Regions from separate parts of the Drosophila melanogaster genome. Here region 1 is linked to region 2. A link is a contact called in public HiChIP or PLAC-seq data. All regions are on one chromosome and are shown on one strand. Each heading gives the region's core, a stretch centred on a gene start, on an enhancer-like site or on the middle of the called end of the contact. The rest is flanking DNA. Distances are from core to core; before and after follow the strand shown. Region 1 overlaps Antp (Antennapedia). Region 2 holds the start of Scr (Sex combs reduced).

What was found. HiChIP or PLAC-seq counts read pairs in DNA pulled down with a chosen protein or histone mark.
Region 1: a contact with region 2 is called in a CP190 HiChIP or PLAC-seq map of the Kc167 cell line, with 2.6 times the contacts expected there. The contact joins the enhancer-like site here to the promoter of Scr in region 2. A contact is called at or near these places in 21 of 107 Hi-C or Micro-C datasets (the Clone 8 cell line, the Kc167 cell line, the ML-DmBG3-c2 cell line and 10 more) and 1 of 6 datasets of contacts at active chromatin or transcription factors (the Kc167 cell line).

Annotation. Positions count from the first base shown.
Region 1 is chr3R:6,910,605-6,914,319 of dm6, reverse strand. The region is part of intron 2 of Antp (Antennapedia); the gene reads left to right. All of the region lies in intron 1 of CG46458, which reads left to right. Among named protein-coding and RNA genes, the nearest start is that of lncRNA:CR43252, 7.8 kb to the right of the region's middle. Within about 2 kb of position 1,894, at least 36 of the 39 cell types and tissues checked have an H3K27ac peak or open chromatin away from gene starts, as enhancers often do. A contact at or near this core is called in the Kc167 cell line, the OSC cell line, the S2 cell line and 6 more, where this site is marked.
Region 2 is chr3R:6,848,277-6,851,764 of dm6, reverse strand. Scr (Sex combs reduced) reads left to right here and starts at 1,784. Exons shown (of 3, transcript NM_206443.3): 1 at 1,784-2,220.

The sequences.
Region 1 (3,715 bases), core at 645-3,144, 62 kb before region 2:
GTTGATGGGACAATAAACTCTTCTGGCATTTTTCGGCCCCTTAAAGAAGAGCACGTGCTTTGCGGTCTTCTTCTACAGGTGATTACATTGAAATATATTCTATGCGAGACACGGATTGAGTACGCTTGGTTTCAAGGTCATTTGTAAAAAAAAGAAATGTTTCTATATGAAATAAATTCCATTAATAAATTTGATAGTGTCTTTGATATATTCAAAAGTAATTTTTGTAAGAGCGCTTCTAATTAATTTTCCTCATCTCAAAGTGTTTCTTGTGTGATTCTCCCTAGTGGAGCGAGTATTCTTCTTAAGGCCACTGCTATGCGTTCCACCTCCCAAGTTTCCAGGTCTCAACAACTTCCCTCTCTCCACATTCCTGCCGCTGCGAAAACTTAGTCAAGCCAATTATTATTTAAATAAAATGCAAAACAGCAACTCAAGCCGCCGGCAGAGGTCGGTGCAGCCGAGCAGAACGCTTCTCTCCACTTGGCTTAATTGAGAGACATCCACCCGGCACACAACACCTCCCCCTTTGCCACCTGAAGATGAGACGCACTAACTGCTATAGGTTTACCGTTGCCGCTTCCTCTTGGACGCCCTTCTTCAAATGATGCCGACAACAATGGCAACCCAAGCAGCGGTGGCAACAGGAACAACCAGAACGAGAACATGACATGACAGTTGACGGGCGACGCCTTCGTCTAACGGCTGGAAATGCACAAAAAATAATGGCAGAAAAAGTATGGAAAGAAGCCGATTTTAGCTCCAGGCGGGTTGAATTTAAAGTCCTTTGCTTAGTACGACCTAAAAATTGTAGTTTAGTGTAGAGCATATTATAAAGCAAAAACTTTACGTTTCAATCCTTATTTAATATTTTTCGAATCTTTCAAAGTGTTTTCACCAAAAATCCAATAGGTTTTGATCGCATTTTTTTAATGTTGTCTAATTACCATAGAGTTATTATAAAAGCATTCATTGAAAATATTTCGAGTATTCATCCCCTTAAATAGAACTGTGCGACGGCAAAACTGTCTCAATTTCGATGGCAGTCGCAAATCAAAATGGCTGAGGCTGAAGTTGATGGCCGAAGAAAGAAGTCATTCATTTCGTTCATTTCATTTGTGTTTTCCTCGGATCCGGACACATTGGTTAGACAGGGACGGCGCATGCGTGGGAGTGGATGAGCGGGATGGGAAAGTGTTGATGTGCTCATTAACCAAATTCTGGGTAAAATCTCCACAGTGAGTGATGGATAACCCGTCCACTGGTCCTCTGTTTTGCCGACGGATCTACTTTTGACCCGATTTCGGTTGAGCAATCAGCTGTCGAGGTGTGTGGCTTAAAACTGGTAACGGGACTGCCCATATGGCATGCGCACTTTGTGCATGTGTGTGTGTTTTGTCCACTGCGAGTGTGTGCGAGGCTAAGTGGGCTGGGCTTAAAACTATGGTTCCTGTCTCGGCTCAACCTGAGTGCACAAGCAATGGCATTGCACTGTGGGACGAATGCATTTGAAAATACCTTGTAGTGACTCAATGATTTAATACTAAATTGAATGAATTAATATATTAATTAATATAAATTAATTAATATTAATATAACATTGTGTGTTTTTTTAATATATCAACAAAATAGGAAAGTTTTTATTTGATTGTTAAGAAATTGTTGTTAAATTTTGAGCATAGTGAAAATATTTGTACATACGTACAAATAATTTGTGGTCGATCATATTTTTATTTTAAAATTACATAAGTATAAAACAAGTACCTTACGTTTTCGGTGTGCACTCCTGTAATATCACTAAATAATTCCAATTAGCTTACCTTAATGTACATATATGTAGTTTTATCCTTGGGATCCACTGTACCAGCTGTCAGCTTAAATTATTTGAGTACTGACAGTTCGCTGACATTCTGCTAGATGGCGCTGCCAGACCTATAATGTACGTGGCATACTTTCAGGCTGTCAAATCTGACGAAGCTTTGACAATTGGCATGTAAAAACGTTAGTTTTTGGAATTAACGTTAGGTGGCGCTGGAGCTGACTTTAATTATTCCATAAAATGTCCAGTTAAATAGGTGATCCTTTTTTTGATTCACATTTTTCCCACTATTCATTGTTAATCTTGCTGCACCTAGGAAAAACTGGTTACAATTTCGGGGAGCATTTCATAAATGTTTAATTTCGAAGATAGGAACTTTGTGGGAAACTTCAACTTAAGCTTTACGCTTTCAATTAAAGTGTAGCAAAATCAGTTACGCCAAATCAAATTTGAGCAATTTCTTCGCTTGAATAAATCACATCAGACGAACATAAATCATACACCGAGCAGGCATGTGACTCCTGCCCACTCCCCCGCAGCTGCAGCAGCGGCAAAAACAGGAAGAACAGACAAAACACACATCAGACATTATTATCATCTCGCTTGTGCTTGAGTGGGTTTCTTTGCCTACCACAAGGCTCTGGCCACTGTTTCTGCCCCTCGCCCCACCGCTTATCCACCCACATGTCTGATATAGGCAGAGATCGGGGCAGAGTCCAGCGATTTGCCAGCATCCGTTTGGCCCTCGACGAACATACACACAAGCAAACACACGTTCACAATGAGAGCACTCAACACACAACCACGAACGCACGCTTCCTTCCGCCGCTGCCATTGTCCTTTCGCGCCATTTTGCCCATCCCGAGACTCCGACTCCCGCTCAATCGCCATCATTGGGAAATGTGTAATTGAAAGGGAAGCTTTTGGCTTTGGCAGCGACGGAGGCAAGAAAATTATTTCGTTAACAAAAGGGAAATGCCAGGAAAGTGGCGGGTAGGGGAGAGCCAGGAAGCGCAGAGAATGCAGGACGAACACAATGCAAAGAGAGTAAGCGAGAGGGGTGGGGGTGGTACACGGTTGAAATACTTTAAAGTTTACCATTCCGCTTATTTTATTATGCCCTTTTTTATTGTTTGGCCCTTCGTGCTTTGTACAAGTCGGGGAAGTTTCATTTCCGACAGCAAGTTACCGTTAGTTAGCTGTGGATTTTCGGCAGGGTTGTCACCATCACCACAGACTCAACTCGGAGCGAGCGGGATAAACATGTGAATATGCATGGCTTGGCAGGGAACGTGTGTCTCTGTCTCCCTCTTTCTGTCTGGATTATCGTCCAACTGAAGCTGGAGCGGGCAATTTTGTGATTTATGAGGTCAGAGACTCGTGATAATGAGCCAGGAAATTAAATCACTTTGACCGGAAGGATGTCAGGTCAGAAGGGGATAACACAATTGATTTCATATTCATAAATTCAATGAATGTTGTCAGCTTGTCAAGCGCGGGGAAAACGGGGGCAATCGCATGCCAGTGGAAGATCCTTGGTTTGAGGATTACAAAAGTTTTCGGAGGCACATTGCAGAATGTCATCTTGGCTTGACTTTGTGAACTTTCTGCAAATAAGGGCGACTGCAGGGTTCTTAGGGGGCTAAATATTGAGCATAAATTTCTGTTTAACATGGCAACATAACAAATCGATTATTATTATTATTCTAAATTTTTGTGGACTTTCATCTTAACAATTCGGATTAAGCACTGGTAATCAATATGCCGAAAGATAATCGGTAATCTTGAAACAGAAATCACACACCCTACAAACTCTTCCCACTCCCAAAGTACCGAATCTTTGGCATATTTTTAAGAACTCGCCGATGCGTACAAGAAACAATTTATTAGCGAACT
Region 2 (3,488 bases), core at 535-3,034:
GTTACAAAGTTTTTCTTTGTGTTTTTTCTATGTCCAGATTTAATTCAAAAATTCCAACTTCGCGTTACGCGCTGTTTTCTTTAACTAAAAACAAAATACAAACGCTGCTGATTGTTTCATATTAAAAATTGAGCGTGTGTGTGCGAGGGGCAACATTTACAATCGGAGGCAACATGCAAGCGATGATGAAAAATCGCCTGCAACATGTTGGATGCTGCTGGGGACCCTCCATGGATCTAGAATGGAATGGGATCCGAGAGGATGCTATGCTATGCTATGGATTGGGATACGAGAGTCTGGCGCTGGCTGCCCGCTGGCATCGCCAACATCAACTCCAATTACAGAAGTACACGCAGGCGTCTCTCTTATGATTTTTTTTTTTTAGTTTTTCATTTATTTTCCATCATTTGTTTTTTTCTATACTTTTATATGGTTTGTGGATGATGCGGGCCAACCATAAAGAGCTGACATGTGTGTTTCAAAAACACAGCGGAAAACATATGGCAAAAAATACGACTTCTATAAGAAGAACAAATCGAATTGGTACATAAACTTAAGCTATAAATTCCGAAATACGTACTTACAAAATTTATTTATATTTTAATAAACATATTTTCGAAAGAATTGCTGATTTCGCGTTTCGGGTTTCGAAAGTAACCGTTCAGTACCACTTAAAAAAACACTTTTATTACAAGTTCGTATCAAATAAACGTATTAAGTTTATACGTTTTTAAATAAGATAATTTTTAAGACACTCACTATAAATACTTATTAAAACAAACTTTTGCTTTTGCAATATATTACGAATGACCTATGCCATTTATCTGTATTTGGTATATGTTTGTGGTTTCGCAACATAAACGTTAGATTCCAAAAATAAAAATAAAAAAAATAATCTCATTCAAAATCGATTTTGGGTGTGTCTTAACCAGCAACTCATTTTTATGATAAAAAATAGCTAATCAACATTTAAATCTCCGAGACAAACTAATCAATTGAATTCAAATTCAAATGACGCCAAAATCAAACCATATGTGTGTTCAGCTCTGAATGCGATGCTGGATTGTTGGTAGCAAATATGAAATCGACTTTTAATTAAGGCATTTAGCCAAACAAATCAAAATCGTTAAGCCCCGATGCTGAATGAATCATGAGAACTTGAACTTGGCTACGGCCCAAAGAGAACCCGATCCGCAGCCCCGAAACAGACCGATAAATTTAAATTCAGAGACAACTGCCAACGAGCTCGTTTTAAAGGAGGAATAACTTAAGCTTCAGCAGGAGACTTTGCATTTTGCCAGGCCAATAAAAATGGAAATGAACGCGGAGCGGAACGTTTATAAAATAATAATGCGAAATAATAATGTGGCGGTGATTTAGCGGAACAGTGCCACGATTGAATACAAATAAAGTGGGGGAGACGCCTAATCTAGGATGATTTCGGCCTAATCTGGAGCGTGAACCGGGGGCAGATGTGTCCTGGAGTGGCTGCCAACTACCTGTTTTTTCTCGCTTTTCTCGTATTTCTCGCTTTTCTCGAGAGCGCGCTTTTCCCCAAATCGAGGGAAAAGCTGGAGCGCCATAGGCCGGTTGCCGTGGCACCCTCGTCGCATAAATCAAGACTGGGGGCGGAGTCTGCCGTGGGTGCAAGTGGGACAGCAGGATTTTCGAAAATGCGCACTGTCCGTCCTCTCTCTCGCACTCGTTGGCCGGGTCCTCAAATGATTTACAGTGTTCGAAACGCACACAAGGCAACGCACGAGAGGGTCGTTTTGTCGGTTTTTATGGCTCAAACGTGAATTGAACGTGGCGCACTTCAGTCGCCAAGCAGCGCGCTCGGTCTTCTGCAAACATAAAAAGATACAGATACACGTTCTCGTATTCGTACGCGTAGCAATCCGCGAAGTTTCCGCTTGAAAGCCAGTCTTGCGATTCCATGGAAAGCTCTTTGGCGACGGCAAGGTGCCATGGTCTCCCCATAGCGGATACTTTACCGACTAACTCCTTTACATAGGAGCGGAATTACCTACCCACCTCAAATAATTTCTCAAACTGCTCATCTTCGCAAATAACTAAGATAGCAAAGTGCAGTGCAAAAGGCAAATACAATTAATACGAAAATAAAAAGTATACAGTGAAGTGCTGGCTAAGAAAACTAATTGAATTACAACGACTTGTTCGTAGCGTCTGATTGGATTTCCCCAAATCGTCCACATAAAGGTAAGAAAATAACAAACGTAGAAAAACTAAACTCTGAATGTAAGAAGAAAATTTAAGAAAGTTTTGCCCTTAAAGGTTTAAATGAAACCATCGATATATCGTTAAATGGTTCCTTTTAACCTTTCTAAACTTTTCCACTCAAATCATTCTGAATTAAAACTGCACTGTGGTGTGGAGGATTGAATATTTTAGAGTCAATTTAACAAACAATAAATATTGTAGAATACAAAAAAGGTGTCAATTGTAAAAAATCAATATAATATATATATATATATTTTTTATAAATATATATTATTTTAGCAAGTTCAGAAATCCAATTACTTTACTTCTTTGCAATACCTCCAAATGTTATATAAACTAACTGCACACTTAACTAAAAAAAAATATATGAACAACATTAAAAATATATATTAAATCTTCAGAGACAGATTTTACTTCTCCAAACTCCCAAAATGAGTCCCAGAGTCTTGATTTTATCCCAACTAGCCCAAAGTACGGAGTTCGAATGTTTATGATTTGGTCCCCCGAAATCGATCTCACACGGACAGTGTCGGTGAGAACAATAAGACTTTAGTCGCAGTTCGAAACATGATTTTCGAACTACCGAGTAACGATCTCTCTCAATAAGAACTTGTTCGAAACACGCGAGAGCGGTGCTTTTCGAACTACCGCTCTTTCGAACTCACACACACACACACCGATGTGTCGTATTCGTATCCGTGAGATACAATTTGTGGGAACGAATTTCTGGTTTGGCGGTTGATTCGAAACGTTCTTCGCGTCCGCAAAGGTAGTTTCAGCACATGCCTGAGAGCGAGCGAGATGGCGGAGCGGCGCAATGCCCGTTGTCTCTCTCGCACACTTTTCGAATAATGAACACTGCACTTGGACGACGATATGTAGCTGTATAGCCATATAGCCTTACTTGCTCGTACTCGCAGATACAATTGGACGGGGGAAATGGAGCAGTATGAGTGAGCCAGAGCGCTGGCGTATCTGTGTTTTTTATTGATGCTCAGAAATTTGAATTATGCCCGAGCAGTCAAAGTGAGACATTGGCGCTTCGAGCACGTATCCGCGGATACACCGGAATAACAGAAAAAAAAGCACAAATAAAAAAACTCAAACAATCCAACACTCAGCTGTTCCGCGTGTAAAGACCCTCGAATACTGTTCGATTTTAGCGAAAGATGGATGGACTGCAAAGTGCTTGCATCGATGCTGGCGCTGATGGACAGTCATAAATTCGGCGTGAAATTCGCGCAGAT